Linked DNA regions of Sus scrofa: regions 2 and 3 are each linked to region 1. The links are chromatin contacts, called in public Hi-C and HiChIP or PLAC-seq maps. All regions are on one chromosome and are shown on one strand. The core of a region is the stretch at or near the end of the contact, and the rest is flanking DNA. Distances in the headings are between cores, read along the strand shown.

The links. Hi-C and Micro-C count contacts between places; a contact is called where the count stands out from the background. HiChIP or PLAC-seq counts read pairs in DNA pulled down with a chosen protein or histone mark.
Region 2: a Hi-C map of epiblast stem cells shows a contact between it and region 1, with 2.8 times the contacts expected there. The contact joins the enhancer-like site here to the promoter of PPIL1 in region 1. A contact is called at or near these places in 2 of 47 Hi-C or Micro-C datasets (epiblast stem cells and fibroblasts).
Region 3: a contact with region 1 is called in an H3K27ac HiChIP or PLAC-seq map of alveolar macrophages. The contact joins the promoter of FGD2 here to the promoter of PPIL1 in region 1. A contact is called at or near these places in 2 of 5 promoter capture datasets (both in liver), 2 of 47 Hi-C or Micro-C datasets (blood and embryonic fibroblasts) and 2 of 2 datasets of contacts at active chromatin or transcription factors (alveolar macrophages and skeletal muscle).

What each region holds. Positions count from the first base shown.
Region 1 is chr7:32,545,799-32,550,568 of Sscrofa11.1, reverse strand. It overlaps PPIL1 (peptidyl-prolyl cis-trans isomerase-like 1), which reads left to right and starts at 2,695. Exons shown (of 5, transcript XM_003128368.5): 1 at 2,695-2,796. It overlaps C7H6orf89 (bombesin receptor-activated protein C6orf89 homolog), which reads right to left. Exons shown (of 10, transcript XM_021098652.1): 2 at 2,581-3,037.
Region 2 is chr7:32,446,830-32,451,697 of Sscrofa11.1, reverse strand. It overlaps CPNE5 (copine-5), which reads left to right. Exons shown (of 23, transcript XR_002345691.1): 10 at 870-973. Among named protein-coding and RNA genes, the nearest start is that of CPNE5, 59 kb to the left of the region's middle. Within about 2 kb of position 2,932, at least 5 of the 83 cell types and tissues checked have an H3K27ac peak or open chromatin away from gene starts, as enhancers often do. A contact at or near this core is called in epiblast stem cells, where this site is marked.
Region 3 is chr7:32,646,223-32,650,704 of Sscrofa11.1, reverse strand. FGD2 (FYVE, RhoGEF and PH domain-containing protein 2) reads right to left here and starts at 2,445. Exons shown (of 13, transcript XM_021098655.1): 1 at 2,196-2,445. The coding sequence starts at 2,263.

The sequences.
Region 1 (4,770 bases), core at 1,446-3,945:
CAACTGTATGGTTCCTAGTCAAATCACTTCTGCTGCGATATAATGGGAACTCCTGTATTCCTTCTCTTAATTAACGGGAACACCAGTTCTCCAAATTTAAAAACTTCCTCATCCCCACCAATGAACCAATCACCATATCCTCAATTCTGCATCCTGTATACTTCACACATTCATCACCTTCTCTTTAGCACTACACTAATGGCAGTCAAGGCCCTCACCATCTCTCCCAAAGACCATCACAGAGAGATATTTAATCACTATACTTCCAATCCTCCATCTCCTGTCTGATCCACCCCCTACAAGTTATTTTTCTAAAACACAAATTGGTTCACATTGCTCATCTGTTTTAAGCCCCTTCCTTGACTTCTCATATAATGCTGGGGAACAATTTAGCATGGTGGCTAAGAACATAGGCACTGGAGTTAGAAAAAGCTGGATGTGAATGCTAGATTCTCCATCTATTAAACAGAGACACTGTTTAAACTCTCTAAGCCTCAGAGTTTTCATTTATAAAATGAGGACAACTGTGTCCTTCCAACAATGTTGTTAAGAGATTATAAATTGGTAATATCTAAAACATTTGTCTCAATACCCAAATTAATTGCTTAATAGTTGTTATAAGATGAAATCCAAATTACTTAGCATGGCCCTTTATGATCTGGTTACTGCCTACCTGTTCAGTCTCATTTCCCATTCCTCTCTCCCATTCTTCATTGCCATACTATTTCATATCACTTTGGTTTTTTTACCCATTTCCTTGGCCTGCAAAACCTAGCTCCCAGTGTCTTGCCCAATGAGTAAACTCTAGTCCGAACTTGATTCTGCCCTTTGAACCTTAAACACAACTCTATCACTTTGTATTACAGATATTTTGTTTCCCTCTCATACTAAATTGTTTCTTTCTTTCCCTTTTTTTTTTTTGCTTTTTAAGCTCACACCGGAGGCATATGGAGGTTTCCAGGCTAGGGGTCAAATCGGAGCTACAGCAACACAGGATCTGCGACCTACTCCACAGCTTACGGCAACTCCAGATCTTTAACCCAAGGAGTGAGGCCAGGGATCGAACCTGAAACCTCATGGTTCCTAATCAGATTCATTTCCACTGCGCCACAACGGGAACTCCCTAAACTGTTTCTTGAAAGCGGAGATAAGTGGAGAAAATAATACATACAACCTAATAACAGACATGGAAATTCACCTCAGAGACATGAAATCTTATCAATGTCTGTTGAACAAACTTATAGAAAGGACCTAAAATGATCATTCTGTTCCCAAATGAATTTAATGTAACTAATGGTTTATTTATTTTATTTCTTATTATTATTTAAAAAAATAACATCAAGCTAATAAGAGTTTACGTGAACTGGTTAGGACCTTCACACTTGGACATTTTTTTGGTGGGAGTTTTAGAACAGCTGTGGAAGAACATGGATTCAACTGGGTCCCCAAAATTGTTTTGGTCCAAAGCAGAAAAATAATAAAAAATAGGGCCTATAGTACTCAAGGTGGCCGATGTAAATATCAGTCAAAACGTCAATGTAGCAAAGTTAAGGGAGAGATGTCCATAAAGATTCCACCATGGGAACAATCAAATTGAGCAAACAGAAAACATGAGAATAGTAAGTATCTGGGAATAGTCCCTATTATAAGGAGATGGCCAAATACTTTAAAATACACTAGCCAATACCAAAACTGTGTAGGCTAGAAAAAGTGTGGCCTGCAGGCTTAGTGGTCTTAAAACACTAAGTAACATGAGGCAGGCGAATCTCCTTGTTCTAAAAGGTGATTATTAACAGCTCATTTACTTGGGTCAATAAGTTATATTTCTTCCTGAAATCCGAGATGCTATGTTTATCATATATGTACCAAGTCCACATTAAAAAAAAAAAATCCTTTCCTAACAATTATTAGAAAAAGATGTTTTAGGAATTCCCGTTGTGGCTCAGGGGTAACGAACCTGACTAGTATCCGTGAGGACCGGTTCGATTCCCGGCCTCACTTAGCGGGTTAAGGATCCAGCGTCACAGTGAGCTGCCATGTAGGTCTCAGACGCGGCTGGGATCCCGCATTTTTGTGGCTGTTGTGTAGGCTGGCAGCTGCGGCTCCGATTCGACCCCTAGCCTGGGAAATTCTATACGGTGCAGGGGCAGCCCTAAAAAGACCAAAGAAAGAAAGAAAAAGATGTTTCGGATGGAAGGCGAGGGATTTACTCGCATTATATTTTTTTTAATTAGAAAATTTTCAAAAAGGCAGCAAAATCTAGACTTCGCTAGCATTGTTGTGTTGGAAACTGCCGTGAGGCCTGCGAAACAAATTTAATCACAGTCGAACCTGCTTTGCTCTCCTCGGCAGAGCCACGTTAAAAAAGGAGTCGACCCGGGGTGGGGGTGGGGGGGGGTTGGTAGGGTATGCTGTCAGTCTGCAAAACGCCAGAGGATCAGAAAAGGGGAATGCCATTCACTACACAAGAATAGCACTGGCTGCGAAGGGTGGGCTGCACGGGGATGTTATACACGGATGCAGCGGCGAGGCTGTCACGGAGCTGCCTCCCCCTCCCGGCCTCGGGCCCCAGTCACTCACATGCGGGGACCGTGCCCCCTCGGGCTCCTCCCGCCTCGGAGACAGCAAGCCGCCGGGCGTGAAGAAGCCGACAACTTCCTGATTCCGGGCGCGTAACCCGGAAGCAATTCCCACGCCAGCGCCGAGGCTGCGGTCCTTTTTCCTGCCCCGCCCTTCCGCCAGAAGCTAAACGCGCGAAGCCTCGGAGTGCACGGGAACTCCCGCGACGTCTGGCAAGTACGCCTTCTTGCTCCCCCTGGCGTCCGGTTCTTCCTCTGAATTCGGTCCTTCCTCTGAATTCGGTCCTTTTCAGTCCTTGCTAGGGCCTTTCCTTCGCTAACACACACTTCATAGCTCAACTGATTCATTCAATGGGTATTTGCTGATCCTCTTACTACCTGCCTGGCACCGTGTTAGGCATTAAGAGGTGGGATTGGGAAGGATACGTAAATGGTGAGCAGGCCCTTACTCTTGTGACCTAAAAGAAAGACAAGCAAATAAATCGCTCACATGTACATATGGCCCACTCATAATGTTTATTGAGAATGTACTCTGTGCCAGACGTTACAGAGGTTTTTAGAGGTTCCCTTGTGGCTCAGCGGGTTAAGGAGCCAGCATTGTCACTGCAGCTACTCCGATTGCTGCTGTGGTGCAGGTCGATCTCTGGCCCAGGAACTTCCATATGCCAGAGGTCTGGCCAAAAAGGGGGGGAAAAAAAAAGACTTTATATCATGAAACCACTTCAGCAATTCTCATTTACCCTCATACCAACCAGCTGAGGTTTATGGAAAGGTTAAATTGCTCAAGATTACACTGGAAGTTCCCTTTGTTCAGGTTCTGGTCTGGAATAGGCTCTATGTGAATGCTGAACTGAACTGGAAGAGGCCAAGTTCTAACATGTTAGAGCTGTTAACAGTCTACTGGGTGAGAACAAAATTTGACACAAGCAGTTAGACAATGATGGAAGGGGACACCAAATTAAAGACCAAGAAGAGAGAAGGGGAGAGAGTCTACTGTAGAGTGGAGAGGTTTTCTGAAGAAGCTGGAACAAGGGCATGGACAAGGTTTGGGAAAGCATTACAAGGAGAAAGGCCATCTTGGGCAGAGGTCTGGAAGTGAGAAGACTGTTGCCACATTTAAGGCTTGGATAATAAAATAGGAAATCCAGCTGGAGAAGTCAGGGGTCAATGGTGAAGGTCCTTCAAGTTCAGACCAAGTGATTTGGGACTTTAACAAGCAAAGGGAAAACATCTAATACTTTGTGGCAATATCTTGTAGCGTTTTGGGAGGAAAGTTTTTGTGATTGTGTGTGTGTGTGATAGATTAGTGGGGGAAAGCCAAAAAGCAGAGAATGCAGGAAAAGGGCTCTTGAAATAATCCTGGTGTTAAAGGTATGAAACAGCAGTGGGAATGGGAACGAAGGGATACAATTTGGAGATGTTTGGAAAAAAAGAATTGATGGGTCTTGATAATGTGTCGCTTGAAGGGAGCAGAGAGATAAAGAATGACCTTCATGTTTCCAGCTTGAAAAATGATGTTTCTGTAAAAGTCTATAATTTCCTTTTCAATAAAGGGCATTTAGGGAGTTCCCTGGTGGCTTAGTGGTTAAGGATCTGGTGTTGTCTCTGCTGTGGCTCAGGTATCTGCTGTGGCTTGGGTTAATTCCTGGCCTGGGAAAAATTTGGTCAATCCTCAAAGGTATATTTTTATAAAGCAGCTCATAAAGTAAGGAGGCAGTGCCTATTCTTCACAGTGATTGGTTTATAGTATTAGAGTTTTCTTAGTGATAGAAAATGGGTTAAAAGTGGTTACCTCAGAGTTCCCATTGTGGCTCAGCAGGTTAAGAACCCAACTCCTATCCATGAGGTTGTGGGTTTGACCTCTGGGCTCCTTCAGTGGGTTAAGAATCCGATGTTGCCACAAGCTGTGGTGTAGGCTGCAGACGCTGCTTTGATCTGGCATTGTTGTGCCAGTGGTGTAGGCCAGCAGCAGAACTCCACCCCTAGCCTGGGAACTTCCATATGCTGGCGGCCCTAAAAAGAAAAAAAAGTGGTTACCCATATTAATTTTGGGGAACAGTTTCATTTATGATTTTCAGAGAAAAGAAGAACAAGAAGTGGCCCAAGTTAAGTTTTGCTTATTTTAAGAATCATCTAGGAGTTCCTGTTGCGGCTCAGTGGAATCTAAGATCTATGAGGATGCAGGCTTGAT
Region 2 (4,868 bases), core at 1,683-4,182, 99 kb after region 1:
AAGAGAGGAGGGGCCGTGTGAGAGTCGGGGCCCTCACCAGGGGTTCCTCGGGCTCTTGGGCTGAGTGTGTGGTCAGCCTGGGCAGTGAGCTGATCAGCGGTTGTGAGAAACCCGGGGCTCTGTTTGGTGAACTTGTGGGGGTCACTCCCCACTCTGAGCCTTGGGCCCATCAGCTATAAAATGGGGGGCTTGTGACCCAGCTCATCTGCCTCAGAATTAATTGGACCTCTTGTGAGTCAGTGCCTGTGAAAATGATGCTTATGCTTGAACGTCCTCCAGGAGCCACACAGACGTGTAAGGGAATGTAGGCCATGTGGACCCCACAGGCTCTGGGGTTCGGTGACCAAGCTCAGAGTGGCTGGGGTTAGTCATTTCCCCTCCCTGAACCACTCAGTAAAATGATGGTGGCACCATGTGTGCGAACTTTGACCACGTGGGTGCAACGTGGGCCTGCGCTCTGCTCCAAACTGCACACGTGGTCTCATTCCACCTCATCACAGTCCTCTGAGGTGTGTACTGTGATCAGCTAAGGTTATAGAGGGGAAACTGAGGCTCTAAGAGTTACCTCCCTTGCCCAGTCACACAGCTATGAGTGGTAGAGCCAGGATTCAAACTGAGGTCGGGTCCAGACCTCACCTGCTTCGCTGCCCAGCTGTTCCGCCAGACCTGCCAGCAGGGGAGTTGTTGAAAGATGAAATGAGTATTGGCTCAGGGCCTGGCGCCTGGTGTGGGGCACGGGTGAGACGCTGCCCTTTCTAACTGCCTTGGTGCCCAGAATCCTCAGGCCCTGGAGCTGTGCTCCCACAGGGACCGGGGCCCTCTCCAGCCTCCTGCCGCCTCACACCCCTGTTCTCCCTCCCTCCCACCAGGATGTCGCCACGATGCAGTTCTGTGCAAACAAGCTGGACAAGAAGGATTTCTTTGGGAAGTCTGACCCCTTCTTGGTGTTCTACCGAAGCAATGAGGACGGAACGTGAGTTTGCAGGGGCACAGGATCGGGGGTGGAAGGTGGCAACTTGCCAGGCGGGGTGGCCCGGGCCATCTCCTCCTGGTGCTGCCCTGGGGCTGCCCTGGGGCCCCTGCTCTAGAGATGGCAGGGGCTCTGGGAAAGGCAGGGGCTCCAGGTAGCACCCTGGCCTCACAGATGGGGCTGGGGGTGGGGTAGGGGCAGCTTCTGAGCCCACAGCATCATCCTGAGGGTCTTAGCAATGGTGGGTGCTCAGCACGTCAGAGATGGAGGGAGTGGGCAAAAACAGGGCAAAGGTGGGAACGAGAGCCCCTCTGAGAACCCATTCCTTCACCCCTGTCTCTAAGCCTCACCCTCACCCACCCACAGCCTCCTGACACCCTGAGACCACACATTCCCCCACGATATCACACTCAGTGTGGCAAATTCGGACCTTTTCCCCAAATGGCTCCACACTCTGCCAAAGGCTTCATTCAAAACCCTTCACATATTTTTTTTCTTTTTTTTTTGTCTTTTGTCTTTTTAGGGCTACACCTGCGACACATGAAGGTTCCCAGGCTAGGGGTCCAATTAGAGCTACAGCTCTAGCCACCGGCCCACACCACAGCCACAGCAACTCGGGATCTGAGCTGCATCTTCGACCTACACCACAGCTCATGGCAATGCCGGATCCTTAACCCACTGAGTGAGGCCAGGGATTGAACCCGTACCCTCGTGGATGCTAGCCGGGTCCATTGACTGTTGAGCCACAACAGGAACTCCCCCCTCACATCTTTGAAGCCCCATTTCCCTCTGTCCTCTCCCTAATCTGGACGCCACCCACAATATGATGGAAAGACACACCACTCATTTGGCGAATGTAGGTCAGCCATGTACACAGATTCTAGGTTGAGGGTCTGGGGACCTAGGTCCTCTCCACCAATCTGTTGTGTGACCCCAGGCAAGGATGCTCCCTCTCTGGGCCTGTTTTCTCATCAGTAAAATAATCTGTTTGGATTAGGTGGTCTCCATAGTCTCTTTAAGCACCACAGCTCTGGGAGGCTTTGGCCACTTATGGCTGGAATTTGCAGAATAAGGAAGTGATGGGGCCAGGGAGGTTAATTAGAGAAACGCTGCTGGAGAAGGGGCACTAGGAAGCAGATTTTGAAGGAGAGGAAGAAAATGGGGCCACAGGGGTGGGGGGTGGGGGAGGAGGAGCCAGGAAGAATAACAGGCTAGAGAAATAGCGTGTGCAAAGCAAGTGTGCCCTGAGCAGAGGGCTGGGAGGCCTCCCAAAGTCCCCCAGAATCTGAAATCCTGTGTGTGTGTGTGTGTGTGTGTGTGTGTGTGTCTGTCTGTCTGTCTGTCTGTCTGTCTGTGTTGGGGGGCAGGGCAGAAATAGAGAGGAGGGGTGTTTCAGTTCCGGGGAAAACTGATTTTTAAGCCTGAACGTACAAAACAAAGGGAATTAGGTATGATCATTTGCATAACAAAAGGATTCTTTGTCTCACCAAAGGACTCCTAGCAGGATTTCTTTAAATAATTCTTGTTGACTTCAACTCCACTCGAGGGAGGGAGGAAGAGGCCTGAGTGATGTTCTGGGCACCCACGGAAATGTCCACGCGGGCCCCCCGCCCCCAGAGGGGCCACCCCGGGCTTGTGTCCGAGGTGAGGGCCGGCTGGCCAGCTGGAGGCGGGGATTCTGGTGGCGGAGCAGGAGATAGGTGTGTGGCGGAGTGTTTGCCAGTGATTATTCTAGCAGAGAGATGTGTAGGATGGATGAGGAGGGGGCGGGGGAGAGGGAGAGACTCGTGACTGACACGGTGAGCAGGTGGGAGGTGCTGCGCAAAAGCGAGCTGTGCTGCAGGGCGGGGGGGTGTGGTAGGCAGGGGAGGGCGCGGGGAGGGGAGGACCGGGCCGAAGGACAGTCCAAGACCTGGCGCAGCAGAGCCTGGGCAGGGACTGCGGTCACAGCCCCCTCCTGTCAGTGGAGCCACGGGTTCCCCAAGTGTTGACAGTGGCAAAGGCGCTGGTCAGATGAGGGAGGCCACGGAGGTTTACTGGGGGGCAAGTTTCCCTTGAAGCATGGGCTCGGGTCGGGGGAGGTGGGGGGGTACACACCGAAGGCAGCTGGAGAAACCGATCCAGAGGGGTGCGGGGAGTGAAGTGTCACGCCTGCCACGCCGGGAGGGCCATGGAAGGAAACAGCCACAGAGCAGCCATGTGCTCCTGGCACCGCGCAGACCTTGTCCTCTTCAATCAGAATCACCCGTCTGGGAGCAGGAGTGTGGTGATGGAGAACCAGGACAATTATGAGCTGTGTCACACTCGGCGTCTCCAACCCCATGGAACTTTCTGGGAGGTGGAAAGGTTCTGTATCTCACTGTCCCCTGTGATCGCCATTAGGTACACACAGCTGCTGAGCCCTGGAAAGGGCCTAGTGCGCGGGAGAAACTGAATCTCTCATTTCATTTCCTCTTAGTTAATTTGAATGTAAATAGCCACGGGTGGCTAGTGGCTGTCATTCCTGACTGTGCAGCACTACCTCTGAGGCTCACTTTCTTGGTGTGTGTGATGGGGATAATCAGAACATCTCCCTCGAGGGAAAGCCGGGAAGATTACATGAGTTAACCCCAGTTATTAGAACAGGGGGCCTGGCAGCATTAGTCACGGTTTTGGGAGGCCCAGTCACTTGCCCAGGGCTGCATAGCTGCCAGCTGTGGTCCTGGGACCAAAACCCACATCTGTGTAACCTTCTTGGTGTATACTCCCCCACACGCTGCCCCAAGTGTGTGTCGAAAGGAGTTGAGCCGGGAAATGACTGCAAAGGTCATTTCCACGCTAGGGCCTCATCTCGCACAGCAGGTGCATCAGGGAGTCTGAGGGGCTTGTGGGTTCCGTGACTGGGGGCTAGAGGGAGCTTAAAGAAAGTGGTTTCAGGCAAGAGTCTGAACAGAAAGCCAACCACACAGAGCTCAGGAAGAAAGACATGGAGGAGAAATGAGAATATAATAGCTTAGAAGCCCTGGTCAGGAAGTTTGGCTGGCAAGGGAGAGGCATGAGAGAAGGCAGTGGCTCCAAAGAAGTGGGCAGTGGGGAGGCTGGGAGGGTCCAGGGCAGGTCTGTGTGATGCTTCCAGATGGGAAGTCAGGGCCTCTGGGCGGTCGGATCTCCCTCCCCTCACCGACAGTTGCTGCTCCTGATCCTCCCCCCTGCCACCCCACCACCCACCCCAGGCTCCCCTTCTGGCCCCAGCTAAGGGCAGCCGTGGCCCCTCCTCTTCCCATCCCCATCCCTGTCCTCCTCACCAGCTCTGGGGTGTGTGGGGAAGTCTCCCACGTGTACCTCACACTCCAGCGGGTGGGCGAGAAGGAGCACAGAAGAGGAACACTGAGCCGCAGTGACAGGAATGACATTTTGACTTGAAAATTGCCAGAGAAGAAATGGCACAGGCTGTGTGGGCTCGGGTGGGGCCTGGGCGCTTTCCTGGGTGGCCTTTCCAAGCCAGAAGGTAGCTGGGCTAAGGCAGAAAAGTCTCCAGGGACAGTCCCTGCCCTATACTCCCCCTGGGCTCCCCCCTCCGTGGAGTAGGATAGGCTTCTGGAATAGGGCCAGCCAGGCATGGCATGGGGGGTGGGCAGGGGTGCTGGATTGGGGCTTAGCTGGGATGAAGCCAACTCTGCACTTTCAGTTTGCAAAGCAAGCTCCTGGATTCAGACTAAAAGAGCTGACAGGGTCTTAGAGATCACCTAAGCCAAGGGCTTTATTTTCACTGGCTTGAAATGCCAGTGAAAGCTATAGAAACTCTCCTCTAAGAGATACACTTATTCATTAGTTCATTCCAAAAAAAAAAAAAATTACTCAAACACTTACTAAGTGCCAGGCGCTATTCTGGGCACTGGAGATATACCAGTGAACAAAG
Region 3 (4,482 bases), core at 1,196-3,695, 100 kb before region 1:
TTCAGCTTCTGCATTTTTCTCCAAGTGCCCCAGGCCAGCTTCTGTTTCCTCTTCACCCCTCAGTTTCAGATCAGCTAAGGTGCTCACAAGACCTATGGTGATCAGCTAAGACCTCACAAGAAAGCCTAGGCCAAGGCAGCTGGCATGAGGGCATCTCACACGGTGAGGGGTGACTCTCACCCTCCTGACAAGGCCTCCTCTGGCCCCATTCTGCTCTGAGGGCTGCTTCCTCCTGCTGGTGGTGTTGTCTAGGCAGAGCACATGGGCTTAGGGTCTCCCCACTGGGCATGGCTAGCATGTTGGGGGTATGGTACCATCTCCCTCACCTGGGGCGGGGGTGATCCGGGAAGGTGGCACCTAGAGCTGTCCTTGGTGCTGAACAGAAACCTGCCTGGCAAGGGCCCCTAAGAAAGGCAGGTCAGGAGTTCCCGTCGTGGCGCAGTGGTTAACAAATCTGACTAGGAACCATGAGTTGCAGGTTCAATCCCTGGCCTTGCTCAGTGAGTTAAAGATCCAGCATTGCCGTGAGCTGTGGTGTAGGTTGCAGACGCGGCTTGGATCCCGCGTTGCTGTGGCTCTGTTGTAGGCCGGCGGCTGTAGCTCCGATTAGACCCCTAGCCTGGGAACCTCCATATGCCGTGGGAGTGGCTCTAGAAAAGCAGAAAGACAAAAAAAGAAAAAAAAGAAAAAAAAAAAAAAAAAAAGAAAGGCAGGTCACCTACTCGGGAAGCTGAACTTCCCTTCTAGGTCCACATCTATGCCACCTCCACCATGAAGCCCACAGGAGGCTTTGTCTGCTCTGAGTGTCCTCAGAGCATCTAGGCCCCTCCCAGGCTATCTATTGTCCATGACCTGGCATCACGGTCATTCATGAGCTTGGCATCAGAGATAGAAATCCTTTGGGCAAAGACCATTCTTTGGGTTCCTGCATCCAATGCGGTTCCCATTTGATGCCGTGCAGTGCCACCCCTACCCTCTCAGGACTGAGGTGCTCTCCCCCTGGCTGCTGGTGGAACGATGGCTGAAGGGTGACTGACTGGGTCCCTTGCTGGGAAGAGCCCTCCCTGGAAGAGAGCACCCTCATCTAAAGTCAAGTCTACGACCAACGACAAGTCATGTGGGGGTACAAGGACCTAGCCCTTTGCCTCAACTGGAACAGCCCGAGGTGCACCCCAGCTCCAGAAGTCTCTGGGACAGGCTGTGGCCTCTGTGGCAGTTCAACTTCTCCCTGTGCCCCATGCTGCCTCCCTCGTCCCCTCAGGTGTTATCCCCAAACCCTCTCCAGCAAATCTCCACCCAGAGTCTCCATTTCCAGAGAATACTACCTATGACAGCCACAGTCCCTAACACAGTCCTGGGCTCGAGAAAAGCCTGCAGAGTGGATTCATGTCACACACAGACACACAATGACCTCCACACACCTGGTTCAGCCTTTCCCCTTCAAATGGAAGCCGCTGCACTGCTCCCTGCCAATGAACTTAAAGCACTTAAGGCCTCTCCACCTCTCTGCACCTCCTCTTTCACATCTGTAAGATGGGGCTGGAGGTGGAACCTACCCCCAGTAGGCTGTTAGATGATTAAATGAAATAAGTAGCAAACACATTGAGAACAGTGCTCCAGAGGTAGACTGATCAGACATTCTGGTTTGCCCAAGACAGTCTCAGTCTTTCTCCTACTGTCCCTTCCTTCCCACCAAAAAAATTTGACAGCATCCATTTTCAGTTTCAATTGTGTCCCAGTTTGAATGATAAATGGCATGGTTATCCTACGCATAAGGAGTAAGGGCTTCATAAGTATTAGCTATTATTTCTGCTGGAGGGACAATGGGTGGAGTTCTGCACCCCAAACATGGCCTTTGGTCCACCCACGCTCACTCGTAATTACACAAAACATCTGGGCCCTGCTCAATACATCAAAACCCACACACTCACTTGCCCAGTTCCCGGTGGCCCAACAGCACTCTCCCATGTCCTGAGGAACCCATGACTGAGGGACATGGGCACTGCCCAGACAGGAGGAGGTGACCAGGACAGGGCCCAGAGAGAGAACTGCTCCCTGTGAGGCCCAGGGTGGCCCCGGCCCTGCTCCTGAGCCTGACGACTGGGGGGCCTGCACTGCCCAAGGGGTGGGCAGAGGAGCCGGAGGGAGACTGCCAGTTGGGTGTGGTGACCCTTCCCACCTCCACTACCCCGTACCTGCTGTTCTCAAACACAGTCACCAGACTGGACACAGATGCCAGCTTCTCCTTACTTGCCCCCTCCATCCTGCAGGGCTCCAGGGAGGCCCTCAGTGGTGCCTGAAGCAGGGAGGGAAGTCTCCAACCAGCACACTCAGCCACCCCACCTGCAGTCACAGATGGGCTAAGGCATCCTGGAGTCCCTCCCCAGGGCTCAGCAGGCCTGCTCCCTGCTCCTCAGTGAGCAAAGAGGAAGTGGTCCCAGAGCCACAGCCCTGAAGGGGAAAGGCCTGTGCTCCCCGAAGAGGGAGGAGCCTGCTTGGGCCCCACCCCTCCCCCATGGGGCTGACTTTCATTCCTATAGACTCCCAGTTCCAGAAGCCCTCCCAAGAGGGCAATAGGGCCTACAGGTAGATTCTGGAATGGGGCTCTTGGCCTGGGATGCTCCTCACTGGTCAACCACATTTTCTCCCCTGCAAAGTCCAGTGGATTTTATTCGGTCCTTTCTCCACAACTTATTTTCTGCATCTGACTCTGCTAACGGCTATAAGAAAACACCTTTTAAAAAAAAAACCCTTTTTTGGAGTTCCCGTGGTGGCTCAGTGGTTTACGAATCTGACTAGGAACCATGAGGTTGCCGGTTCCATCCCTGGCCTTGCTCAGTGGGTTAAGGATCTGGTGTTGCCGTGAGCAGTGATATAGGTCGCAGATGCGGCTTGGATCCTGCGTTGCTGTGGCTCTGGCGTAGGCCAGCCGCTATAGCTCTGATGAGACCCCTAGCCTGGGAACCTCCATATGCCGTGAGAGTGGCCCTTAAAAAGGCAAAAAGACAAAACAAAAAAAATAAATAAATTTTTTTGAAAATCACAAACCTATTAGGGGCTTGCGGGGAGGAGTACAGCAGGGTTCCCCCCTCCCCACTGGAATTCCCTCATTTTAATGGCTGCTTTTTCCACCTTCTTGCCCCAGGGGAGGGCAGGTTCCTCCCTGAAACTCTGATGATAATAATAGCTGCCACCCTCTCTTTTTAGTGCTTTACAAATATTTTCTCATTTAATTTCACAACAGCCTTATGAGGTGGGCCCTATTACCATCCCCATTCTATCGATGAAAAAAAAAACAGTATCAGAGAGGTTAAGTAACTTGCCCAAAGTCACCCAGTAAGAACACAAAAAGAGGAGCTCCCTGGTGGCTCACTGATCCAGCATTGTCACTACTACAGCTGTTGCTGCTGTGGCAAAGGTTCCTGGCACACGGGGTGATCTCTGCCTGACAACTCCTTTACCACGTGGCCTCCCAGCGCTTCCAGAACAAGGGCCACTGATTCTGTCCCCCTTGTTCAAGGCCCACAGGCCCTTCAGGGCTCTCTCACTGGGTTCTGGTCTCGCTTGCCCTGAGCCAGGGCCTCTGTGGAGACTGGCCTTTGTCCTGGCGGGTAGGGACTGAGCCTCAGTCATCCTGGTACCCTAAGCGCCTAGCAGAGCTGCACACTCCAGTGCCCATGAAACACTGGGCCTCACACGCCCACATCCTCACTGTCTTAGAGCTTCACCCGAGTCATTTCCTCTAGCAGATGCCTGGCTTCTCTCCTCAACCTTAAATCTCACTAATCTGCCTTGCTTTTTGTTTTCACTTTTTGTTATGGACAATTTAGGACACATGCAAAATAGACAGAATAATATAACGTACCCCCATGAACCAGACCCAACAACCATCAACTCAGGGTCAGCCCTGCTCTGGCTACAGACACATTCACTCCCTCTGCCCATACCATTTTGAAACAAATCAGATGAGTTCATCCACAAATATTTCAGTGTGTATCTTAAAAATAAGGAAATATATATACTCAGTACAATACGTACAATGGCAATATTATTCTATACATGGATGCACACATATACACTTTTATATGTTATATACGTTTATGTATGTACATGAAACACTTTTACCATCATCATACTCCAAGAGATATAATTAAATAAGGCAGTTTCCTTGGGGCGCAGTAGGTTAAGGATCTGGGGTTGTCACTGCTGTGATTCAGGTCACTGTTATGACGCAGGTTCAATCGACTACGTGTCAGCCATGTGGTAGAGGTTATGGATTAAACACTGTCCCCTGTCCTTTAGCTCATAGTCTAATGAGGAAGATGGCCTGTTAACCACTAAAGTACAATGTGGGAAATGCTTTGAACAGGGGAGCTGTGAATACCCAAAGGAGGGGCACTGAAGTCTGCAGAGAGCAGAGGGTGCTATCTAGGAAGACTTCCTAGCAGAGGCAGCCAGAAGGATGAAGGACGAGTTAAATCC